Linked DNA regions of Mus musculus: region 2 is linked to region 1. The links are chromatin contacts, called in public capture Hi-C maps. All regions are on one chromosome and are shown on one strand. The core of a region is the stretch at or near the end of the contact, and the rest is flanking DNA. Distances in the headings are between cores, read along the strand shown. Region 1 holds the start of Cartpt (CART prepropeptide). Region 2 holds the start of Mccc2 (methylcrotonoyl-Coenzyme A carboxylase 2 (beta)).

Region 1 (6,303 bases), core at 863-3,362:
CAGTGTTTATTGTGGCGAGGGTAACTCAGTGTTTATTGTGGCGAGGGTAACTCAGTGTTTATTGTGGCGAGGGTAACTCAGTGTTTATTGTGGCGAGGGTAACTCAGTGTTTATTGTGGCGAGGGTAACTCAGTGTTTATTGTGGCGAGGGTAACTCAGTGTTTATTGTGGCGAGGGTAACTCAGTGTTTATTGTGGCGAGGGTAACTCAGTGTTTATTGTGGCGAGGGTAACTCAGTGTTTATTGTGGCGAGGGTAACTCAGTGTTTATTGTGGCGAGGGTAACTCAGTGTTTATTGTGGCGAGGGTAACTCAGTGTTTATTGTGGCGAGGGTAACTCAGTGTTTATTGTGGCGAGGGTAACTCAGTGTTTATTGTGGCGAGGGTAACTCAGTGTTTATTGTGGCGAGGGTAACTCAGTGTTTATTGTGGCGAGGGTAACTCAGTGTTTATTGTGGCGAGGGTAACTCAGTGTTTATTGTGGCGAGGGTAACTCAGTGTTTATTGTGGCGAGGGTAACTCAGTGTTTATTGTGGCGAGGGTAACTCAGTGTTTATTGTGGCGAGGGTAACTCAGTGTTTATTGTGGCGAGGGTAACTCAGTGTTTATTGTGGCGAGGGTAACTCAGTGTTTATTGTGGCGAGGGTAACTCAGTGTTTATTGTGGCGAGGGTAACTCAGTGTTTATTGTGGCGAGGGTAACTCAGTGTTTATTGTGGCGAGGGTAACTCAGTGTTTATTGTGGCGAGGGTAACTCAGTGTTTATTGTGGCGAGGGTAACTCAGTGTTTATTGTGGCGAGGGTAACTCAGTGTTTATTGTGGCGAGGGTAACTCAGTGTTTATTGTGGCGAGGGTAACTCAGTGTTTATTGTGGCGAGGGTAACTCAGTGTTTATTGTGGCGAGGGTAACTCAGTGTTTATTGTGGCGAGGGTAACTCAGTGTTTATTGTGGCGAGGGTAACTCAGTGTTTATTGTGGCGAGGGTAACTCAGTGTTTATTGTGGCGAGGGTAACTCAGTGTTTATTGTGGCGAGGGTAACTCAGTGTTTATTGTGGCGAGGGTAACTCAGTGTTTATTGTGGCGAGGGTAACTCAGTGTTTATTGTGGCGAGGGTAACTCAGTGTTTATTGTGGCGAGGGTAACTTAGTGTTTATTGTGGCGAGGGTAACTTAGTGTTTATTGTGGCGAGGGTAACTAAGGAACGTTGTACACAAGAGCCGTCAATTCCATCCTTCCAGTGTTACATTCTTCCAACTTCGGTTTTATAAGACAAAGATAGATGTTCGGAGAGGTTCTTTAAAAATGTGCTATTACTTTAGTTTTAATTATCCATATATGTGTAAGTATGTGTACACGAGTGCAGGTGCCTGCGGTGTTGGGAACTCGAGCTCAGACCTTGTAAAAACAGCACGTGCTCTTAATCATTGAGCCATCTGTCAGCCCATCAGAAAGGTTAACTTTGTGCTAAGGTACAGACTCTGGAAGTGATTGGCCCAGGACTGGTACCACGTCCGGTTCTCTCGCTCCCGTTCAGTTGAGTTACTCTACTTTCCTCTTCGGGTTATTAGTATCACACAGCCTCTACAGAGCCCTTGGTGCAGAGGACATAATTTCCCTTCGTCTAGTATGCTGATCATCTCCCTCACTCCCTAGCTTTCCTAGAATTGTGCTCAGCAAGTGAGCCTGCTGGAGTCCACATATCCTTCTTGCTGCTACACCCGGGGCTTGGGGATTAGGGAGGCAAAGCAGAGCCTATGAGCAGAACTCTGGTGCATCTACCACGGCTAAGATAGGGAAAACAACTCTTCTGCTTGTTCATTGCCCCGAAGGCATTTTCCATTTCCCTCACCTTTTGCCCCTCAGTTTCAGCTCTGGCCCCTAGGGAAGCTTCCCTGGCTGCGGGGCGGACAGCGTTTCGGGGCACGGGGTCTTGTTTTCTGCGCTCTAGCCCATCTGTGCGCAGAGCCTCGTTCCCGGGCTCCCGGAGCCCGGCGGGCATTGACGTCAAACGGCAGCGGAGCGCTGCCTACAGACGGCTGACCCGGGCTCTCCTCCACACCCCCGTCCTTCTTCTCCCCCTCCCTCTTCCCGGCACCCGATTTCAACCGGCTATAAGAAGCCGGAGAGCGCAGTGCCCGAGCAGCGAGGAGGTCCAGAACCATGGAGAGCTCCCGCCTGCGGCTGCTACCCCTCCTGGGCGCCGCCCTGCTGCTACTGCTACCTTTGCTGGGTGCCCGTGCCCAGGAGGACGCCGAGCTGCAGCCCCGAGCCCTGGACATCTACTCTGCCGTGGATGATGCGTCCCACGAGAAGGAGCTGGTCAGTATTTCCCTCGCCTCGGGTTCCCCCACTGGACTACCACAGGGTCCTTGCTTTGCGTGCGTCCCCCTCTATCCCAGTCCCATCCCAGAAGGCAGAGCCCCTGACGCTGGATTAAAAAAAAAAAAGTACCCTGGGTACCCTCTACCAGACAAAGATATTTGAGTTCACGGGCTGCGGGCTGTCTGTCGAGCGAATCCCTAGTTGTGGCCGGTCTGGGCAGTGTGCTCCTTGGAGGCTCTGGAAGGTGAGGTCAGGTCTAGGGACTTTGCCCGCCTGGCTTCCTTTCCACCAGTATCTACTCCCCTTTGTCCCCCGAGTCCTGCTGCCCCGCGGTTGTGTGTCCCGGGCTCCTTATAACTGGGCTGAAAGTGAGCACCTGCGCTGGGCTCGCAGCCAAGGCGGCAACTTCGGGCTCCCGGCGCTATGTTGCAGATCGAAGCGTTGCAAGAAGTCCTGAAGAAGCTCAAGAGTAAACGCATTCCGATCTACGAGAAGAAGTACGGCCAAGTCCCCATGGTAAGGCTCCGGGTTCCCTTTTCCCTACTTTTCCACGAGAAAAGATTGCCTAGAATCTTACACACGGTCTTTACTCTAGCAGGTGGCTGAGCAGCTAGGTGAAGAATTTATCTGGAACGTCCTCTTTGCTTCTGCCCTCGCCCCTTTGCTCCTTGGTCTCTAAGAACAAGAGGGAACAGGCTACTTAGGGCCAGAAAACAGTCTCATGATCTGAGTGGGAGTACTTTCTGAAACATCTCAAATGGGAGAGCCCTTGAATCTATTCAGTTCTCTCTAATTCCTTCTAGAGCACCACCATTTTTTTTCTTTTTCTTTATTTGTATCATTTCGTTGTTGTTTTCTTTCTTAAATTCTGTGATAAAAAGTTTTCAGGACTGGTCACCTTCGTTGTACAGCTCTAGGTAAAAATCACACGCGCGCGCGCACACACACACACACACACACACACACACACACACTTTTTCCTTCTTTGAGCAAGGAAGTGGGAAAGCAGAAAACAAAGGTTATGAGAAAAAAATATATATGTTGGTTTTTCGAGACAGGGTTTCTCTGTGTAGCCCTGGCTGTCCTGGAACTCACTTTGTAGACCAGGCTGGCCTCGAACTCAGAAATCCGCCTGCCTCTGCCTCCCGAGTGCTGGGATTAAAGGCGTGTATATTTCTTAGATGCAAGAATCTGGGTGATTTCCCCCCCCCCCCGCCCCTTTCAGATAAAGAGAAAAGGAAGCTGAAATTGTGGTCCCTCCCCAAAGGCAGAAGAACGTAGGAGGAGGGGATCAGTCATTTAAATTTCTTCCTTTAAATATCCTCTTTCTGAAATTATAAGCCCGAGGCCCCCTGGGCTTCGGATCTGACTGCTTCGACCTGAGCTGATGGTACCATGAGGAAGCTCCCTTGGGACCCCAGTAACCATCGGTTGTGTTGTTGACAGTGTGACGCTGGAGAGCAGTGCGCAGTGAGGAAAGGGGCCAGGATCGGGAAGCTGTGTGACTGTCCCCGAGGAACTTCCTGCAATTCTTTCCTCTTGAAGTGCTTGTGAAGGGACGACAGCCGCCACCTTCGGTTCCCATATTCCCTCTTTCCCCCAAAGGAGCGCTCCATTATCCCTGGAGCCTGGCTTTAGCAACAATAAAGTTTGCGTTCCCCTCAGAGAGCGGATGGGCTCTTTCCCTGTTGCTTCAAAATAAAAGATTTGACATCATTGTGTGAAGGAGAATGCCTCGAATGGTGTTGGTGTGTGTGCAAAGATTTCTTTTCTTGTTTTATCCATCTGACACATTCTTGTGAATCTTTCTGGGAAGAAGAGGAACTTCGTTTTAAAACTGTATTTTTGTATGTGGTGTGTCACAATGAGAATTAGATCTAGTTAATTTGGGTAGATGACATCACAACCCGGAAAATAAATTGCCCTAAAGCCACACAAATTGAAGCATGTACAAATTACACATAATAAAGCATTTTTAACAATTGCTCACAGTGCATGGCTCTTTCTACATAAGTAATTTAAATAGGAATAATAGGATTAATCATGCTGTTGTTTTGAAAGAGAAATATTTTAAAAATAGCTGTCTATTGGGAGAGCAGCACCTCAGCTCCAAGGAGTTTTGATCATTAATTAGGAGTGTGTTACACCAGCTTCAGTATACATACTGTGTGCTAACTACAGAGGTGTGGTGGTAGTCTCTCTCTCTCTCCTCTCTCTCTCTCTCTCTCTCTCTCTCTCTCTCTCTCTCTCTTCCCAGTGTGTGTGAGAGAGAGAGAGACAGAGACAGAGACAGAGAGAGAGAGAGAGAGAGGAGGGGTAGAGATGGTTGGGTTTGAGATAACAAGCACACTGTTACTTATTCAGACCTTGGTTTTCAGCAGTGAGCCTTGTTCAGGGACACTTGCACATATGTGTTCATTACTGCACTATTCACAAAAGCCAGGGAATGGAATCACCGTAGAGGTGCAGCAACAAAAGAATGAATGAAGAATTTGTGCAACAGACACTCAATTGGATTGTGTGCAGCCATAAAGATAAGTGAAGTGATATCTTCAGAAAAGTGGATGGAACTGGAAATCATTATGTTAAGTGAAATAAGTCAGACTCAGCAAACAAATGTATAGGGAACCTATGTTTGAATGTGTGTGTGTGTGTGTGTGTGTGTGTGTGTAAACCAATAAGTCCTATCTTTATACAAGAACCCTGCTTTAAAGCCAACAAATGGTTTATTCTGAGCCAAATCTACGTGGTTAACTTCTGGGTGCATGTATTCAAGTTACCTTCAGTGACATTCTCTGGAAGGAAAGAAGTTATATAAACTCTTCCATCCACAGAACAAAGAAAATCATAAATCAATAGATCCAGCAAGTACATTGGTAGGAGCTTTAGGCAGGCAGGCAACAGCAAGAGGAGGAAGTCTGTTGTATATTTTAGCTGCTATCCAACAGCCTTAGCTTTAGGGTTGATCAAAGCTGGAGGCCTACCAAGGACTCCACACTGACTTGTAGCTTCTGCATAGAGCGGAAGGCAATTAGTGATGAGTATTCAATCAGGAAAACAAGAGGCTACTTTTCTTAAAGATAGCCCCAGACAATTTTGACTGTGTGTGTAGTATTTAGTCTTTCACAATCATGAGGCTACTCGGCAATGGCCTGACAGCTTGAGTGTCTTTATGGGTGTGGCTTCTGAAGAGAAATTCAGCACCACGGGCCAATAAACATATTCTTTCCAACCGTGGGCACACTTAAAACAAGATGGAAAACCTGAACTTTTGTTTTGTTCTTTTTGAGACAGGGTGTCCTGCGACTCAGTTTTGTCTCAAGCCGGTTCTGTAGCTAAGGATTACCTTCATCTTCTGAATTGCCCATCTCTGTCTGTCCTAGGGTTACAGCCACGTGCCAACAGAGTCAGCCTACATGGATGGGTCTGGGGCTCAAACTCAGGGCTCTGTGTGTGCTAGGCAAGTACAAACTCTCTACCAAAAGACCGCCTACATCCCAGTTCTGGGAAGCCCCTAAAGACCTACATCCCAGTTCTGGGCAGCCCCTTGATTGGAAAATATGTTCTTTTTGGAGGTTGTTCATTCTAAGAAAGGGAGTTACTGCATCACATGCTTGAAGAGTACGAGACTAATTCACTTTCACAGCCAATATACCTGAGAAACTCTCTGTCCAAGAAAAAGAAAATTTGCTTAAATATTATTAGTTTTTAGATAAACAAGGGGAAATTGGTGGTGGTGGTGGTGGGGCAATATCAACTCAAGAAATAGAAAAGAAAGTGAAATGTTACATTTCTTAACTTTTAAACACGCGTCTCTGTGCTCCCCTAAGAGTAAGTAACACACACACACACACACACACACACACACACACACACACACACACACACGTCTCCTGTAGCACAGGCTGGCTCTTAGCTCCCTAAGTAGCTTGAAGCAGCCCTTGAATTCCCTCCGTTCCTGCTTCCACCTCCTGCAGGCTG
Region 2 (5,615 bases), core at 1,921-4,420, 110 kb before region 1:
CTAGAGTGCTGATTCATTGAACTTACTGTGAGCCTGTTTCCTGTTCTGTGGCTTAGAGTCAAATGTATAGTTTAATGTCTGCTATAAAGGGAGATCTATAAGTTAGATGGAAATTCTCAAAAGTATGCATCTATTTCATGTGACTAATGTCACAAAATCATGGAGGTAATTCACATTGCTATATAAATGCCTTTTTGTTAGTTTTTAAAATGTCATGTTCTGTAAAGTTTGTTTGTTTGTTTTTGTAAATGTTACTTGGGTTAGATCACCGAGACTAAACTATTATTTATCCCTGTATAATATTTATTTTTTTAACCTCTGTCTCATTTATCTGTAATAAACTGATTTTATGGAAGATGTAATTTATTGTATAAAGACTACAGGGGCATTTGTTGTATAGAGAATCATGTCGGTCAACAAATTGTCCTGCTGCCACTGGACAAACCGGTGCTAGGAAGAGAAATACAATCAGTGTGCTTAGCTTTAAGGTGGGAAGATTTGTGATGGTGGAAAGATGTTGCAAGGAATTTGTTATAGAAATCTTCAAGGAGATGTATGAAAGGGCTTTACCTTCTCTTGACTGTTTTCCTCTGATCAATTACATCTTAGCAGGTGGCCCAGGCAAGACATAGATGCAAATATTAATACCCAGTGTTTACCACCATTATTCAAATGCAAGTGACCATGTTTAATATCTTGCTTGAAGTTTTTGACAAAGAAGCAATATCTTGTCATTTGTAAATTTTCTTGTTCTAAAGAAAGCAGTAATGTTCTGTAGATAAAAATTATGTAAATAAAAGTTATTTTATACCATTCTTGTTTTGTCCTTTTCAAACAACAAAGGCATTAATGATGCTAATGTTCAGTTAATTGGTTTCTGTTTTCAATTATCGTCTATACTTTATAAAAATATAGTATTGCCAGATATGGTGGCACAAGCCTGTAATCCCAGAATCTACATGCAAAGGCAGGAGGAGTGAATTGAGGGTAGTGAACCCCTGTCTCCAAAGAAAAAAGAAAGGAGAGAATGAGGGAGGGGGGAGAGAGGAAGGAGAGAGAGAGACATCCATAGTATAGCTGGAAGAATTCTTGATGCTTATGAAGGGGTTCTATGTTTGAAGTTTTGTTTCCTTTCATCCTTTAATGAATTTTTATATATAACAATGCAAGATAGTTTGTTCCTTCCTCCCCTACACACAAGCTTTGTTTTCTATATAAGGAAAGAAATTGAAGCTTTAGTCTCAGGAATAAAAAAAACAATTTTGACTTCTCTCCTCAGCTACGTGTCTCTATGCTCTTAAGCCACCCTCTCACAAGCATGGGTCAGGTGATGTGGGCAGTTTGTAAAAGACCTCAGCTGTAAGGGCCTTTTTCCTGGCCTCTGGGCAACTGCACTCAGGTGCATATGTGTGTACAGTCCCTCGGGCATACACATCATTACAAGTACACTTTAACACCCTAACACTTCAATCCCAAGTATTCAGCCTAGCCTACAAACATGGGCACCATTACACAGACTCAGCAGCCCGCGTCGTGTAGTTATTCCCACCCGTGTATATATTTAAGGAATAAGCCATGAATTTGAGAGGCACCTGGATAGCAGTGGGAACTCTCGGGACCGGTAGGAGGGTCAAAGGTAAACAGTTTTAACTAAGTGAAAAGCAGAGGAAACATTTTGGGCACTTTTGCTTAGTCCACACTGCCTGCACACTCACTGTGTAGCCCGGGCTAAGGTTGAGCTGCTGATCCTCTTAATTGACCTTTTGAGTGCTGGAGTTGCTAGGAAATTATTTTCTTTTAGCCTCGTTGCCAGGAATAAATGTTTCGTTCAGCTCAAATGCTCTGCTTTGGTTTGTTTTCTTTTACATTTCTTGGATGCCATGTGAATCTTTAAGTTATTTTCCACATTACAAGATCTTATTTGGGGTCGGCTTGTAGCAAGATAGAATGCTTATGTCATGGTGAACTCACTTTGATTTGACTTAGGCCTTCGTTTTTCTTAGATTTTAAAAAAGCTGGCCATTTCTGGAGCTAGGGAGGGCTCAGTGGGTAAAAGCACTGGGTTGAGCAGGGGCAGAAGGATCAGAGGTTTCTAGCTGCACACCTCGCTGCAAGTTCAGTGAGAGACTTGGTTTCAAAGGAATAAGGCAGAGTAATGGCTTGATACTGACATTCTCCAGCTTCCATGTGTCCATGTGTGCTTCTGTACACACACCGTACCCACGTCTGTACACACAAAGTGCCACTCCTTCTAAATTAGCACCATTTAATATAGTAGGCATGTTTCACCTACTCTCTCTCTCCTCTGTGTGCATGTGCGCGCGCGCACACACACACACACCTAGAGCCTTTTGCATTCTAGGCAAGCGTTCTACCACTCAGCCCAACACTATTTGTATGATGACATTGTCTTCAAGATTCATGTTAAAACAGTTGGTTTCAGACAATGTCTCATTTTGTTGCCCACCCTAGCCTCTAAATTCTTCACTTAGTAGTCTGTGGACTCTTCACTTAGTAAGCTACAGAAACTTTGACAAGCCTTCTATCAATTGGTTTACCATAGTTTTCTGTGGGTCGGGCTTCTTTCTTGAAGCTGCAGAGTGGTAGAGTCTATGGTCCCCAAGGGAGACAGAGCGACCAAGCCTGGCTCCCATCTTAGTTATGTGTTTCTACCCAATCTGGCTTTTATTCGGGTGCTATTCTCCTACAGCATCTTTCCTCCTAGGGCACAGCCGACCCTCTCCTTAGCCTGTTCATCTTTCTGATGCTCCTGGCGCTTTTACTTTGCTCATGCTGTAGTAACACGTAAGCATTCAATAAAGTGTGCGAGTCAAAACAAAACAAAACAACACTAAGGCACTTCGCAGAGTGTTTTTAATCCTTATTGGTGTGAAGATCCCAGTACTGATGTCTACAATCTGTCACATTCTAAAAATGATCAGGTGTGCTGAAGCTCTGCAGTACATGGGCTAGAGGCGGGTGCATGCTTGTGACAAACGCTTCGGCAGGACAGCAGCCACTTATCTGTTCGCTCTACTCGGCCCAGTGTTCCTGGGCTCGCGATGGAACCTGGACTCGCGCAGCTGCTCTTCTGCGCCTCATTGGCGGAGTAGAGAGGCGTGGCGCGCAGCGCCGACCAATTGGAGGTGGTCTGCGATGGCACGTGTGCGGGGCTGGCCTGGGAGCTGATGGACCAGGGCTGGTGCTGCAAGGACTCTGGAGGAGCAGCCCCCAGGAGCTGCAGAACCGAGCTGCAGGGCCGCTCTCTTTCTCTTTTGGGTGTTTGCCATCGCCATGTGGGGCGCGCTGAGGTCAGCTCTGCGACCGTGCTGTCGGGCTGCTGTACCCCCGCAGCGTGCCTATCACGGGGACTCAGTGGCCCGACTGGGCACCCAGCCTGACTCGGCCTCCTCCACCTACCAGGTAGGTTGAGCGAGCGTCCTGGAGGCCTGTTCGCCTTCCTGCCCCGGAGTCATCGGAGGCCAGAGGGTGGGCATGCTTGGATCTCTGCTGTTCTTTCCTTTGCAGCTTCAGGCGTCATTCTGGGACTCAGTAGGGTCCTGTGAAGTTTGCAGAAGGAAGTCGTTCCAGTGAGATTTTAGTTCACTTTTAGGACTGGTACTGGCATTTTGTGTCACTCAAATCAGTGGTTCTCAAAACCCCACAAAGCATTGTCGCTTGGACAACTTACAAATGCCCGAGACCGGTTTGGCAACTTTGTAATCACGAAGTTGTGGTCCTCGTGTTTGCATGGCTGGGTATATTCTTTAGCGGTCTTGTGGCAGCCACCTTTAGGAACTACCATAGCACGATAGTTTACACTCTTCCGCTTAATAGTTATATTAACAATACACAGCTCACAATGTCTTTACATAGCTTTTCTTGGGACTGAGTGGCTTCCCCTGGCCAAAGAAGCAACTCATAATTTGTGAAGTATCAAAGCTGGAACATTTAAATCTGTTTCATGGCCTCTACAGATAACGTCTGAATTATTCATAGAACCAGCAGTTATTTGCCAGGGAAGAAGTTAACTTAGTTAAGCACTAAGTTGTTTGTGCGGTATTTTAAGTATTTGGCCTGGATGTGTAGGAATGAAAGTCATTTGGGGCTGGGAAACGTTAACTAGAAATCAGATAGCTGTGCGGCTGTGTGGTAAGAGGTGTCCTAGCCCTGAAGGGCTGAAGGCACCTAGAGCACACAGAGCAGAAGCAGGTGGATCTTTGTGAGGTTCGGTCCACCTTGATCAACAAAGCCAGTTCCTGGACAGCCAAAGTTACAAAATAACTTCTCAAAAAAACTACCACCACCACTACAACAAAATACAACTACTATATACTAATTGTACAAAGTAATAAATACACTTCACTATATGTACATACATGACTCTCTTATCTCCTCTCCACTCTTTTGCTGTCTCCTTTTCTCTTTCCAAGTAGTCCTTATACTTTCATGTCCCTAAATTGTACATCTAACCTAGATTCTGCATGTGAGAGAAAATGTGGTATTTGTTTCCCTGCCTCCCTACTGTGATGATCTCTAGTTCCAACCATTTCCTTGAACATAGCTATTTTATTATTTTTAGGACTATCTTGTTTAGTTTTGACAGTTTCATACAGAAATACAGTGTATCTTTTTGTCTGTTTTGAGGCAGGGATTTTTATTTTCCTGAGTAGCCCTGGCTGTCCTGGCTTTGTAGATCAGCTCTGTAGACCAAGCTGAGCATGGTCATCACCTGCCTCTGCTTCTGTGGTTTAAGGCGTGTGCTACCACGCCCAGCTGGTGTATCTCGATGTTATCTGTTCCCAGTTCCCCTTCCCAGTCTCCCTAGACACTTCCCAATGTGTCCCTCCCTCCCACCTACCTTCCCATATCCTTCTAATACCTTTTAATACCACCTTAAAAACTAGCTGAGTCCTATTGTTGCTAATTGCTACAATGTTGACTGATCGTTGGCTTGGTCTTGTGCGGGTCTTGTTTAGGTAGCCACAACTGCAGTGAATTCATGAGCACAATAGCTATGTCACATCCAGAGGACAGCTCTCCTCCCCAGCCTTTGGCTCTTCCAGTATTTCCACTCCCTCTTACATGATGTTCCCTAAGCGTGCGTGTGTGTGTGTGTGTGTGTGTGTGTGTGTGTGTGTGTGTGTGGTGTAACTATCTCATTTTAAGACTGAGCACCTCACAGTTGCTTATCCTCGGCACTTAGATAGTTATCAATCTCTCCATTAGCTGCTATCCACTCCATAGAGAAGCTTCGCGGACAGAGGTTTAGAGCAGCACTAATATACATGTATAAACATACATTTTCAGATAGTTTGACAGGTCCATTCATCAGAACATTCTCCCCTAGAGCCCTTGACCTCCCAAGCCAAGGGCTTTGATCGGGCTTACAGTACCAGGCATGAATTCCAGTTTGTGGACTAGACCTCAAACTCCAACCTGAACATGGTGGTTGTCACCTAACAGCCATTGCACCACTGCACCAGTGGGCATAGCTTACCTAGGAGGTTGGTATTGCAACATGCAGGGCCCAGCACTGAGTAAGACCATTGATTTCTTAAGTGACCTGCACAACACTTCTGGTACCATGAAAACTAGCCACTGTGTCAGCTCCA

The links. Capture Hi-C pulls out chosen DNA fragments and counts their contacts.
Region 2: a capture Hi-C map of embryonic stem cells shows a contact between it and region 1, with 2.9 times the contacts expected there. The contact joins the promoter of Mccc2 here to the promoter of Cartpt in region 1. A contact is called at or near these places in 1 of 39 promoter capture datasets (cranial neural crest), 1 of 115 datasets of contacts at active chromatin or transcription factors (large pre-B cells) and 1 of 9 other capture datasets (embryonic stem cells).

The regions. Positions count from the first base shown.
Region 1 is chr13:99,896,492-99,902,794 of GRCm38.p6, reverse strand. Cartpt (CART prepropeptide) reads left to right here and starts at 2,112. Exons shown (of 3, transcript NM_001081493.2): 1 at 2,112-2,319; 2 at 2,755-2,838; 3 at 3,769-4,312. The coding sequence starts at 2,161. The coding sequence ends at 3,876.
Region 2 is chr13:100,013,194-100,018,808 of GRCm38.p6, reverse strand. It overlaps Mccc2 (methylcrotonoyl-Coenzyme A carboxylase 2 (beta)), which reads left to right and starts at 3,170. Exons shown (of 17, transcript NM_030026.2): 1 at 3,170-3,423. The coding sequence starts at 3,295. It overlaps Bdp1 (B double prime 1, subunit of RNA polymerase III transcription initiation factor IIIB), which reads left to right. Exons shown (of 39, transcript NM_001081061.1): 39 at 1-815.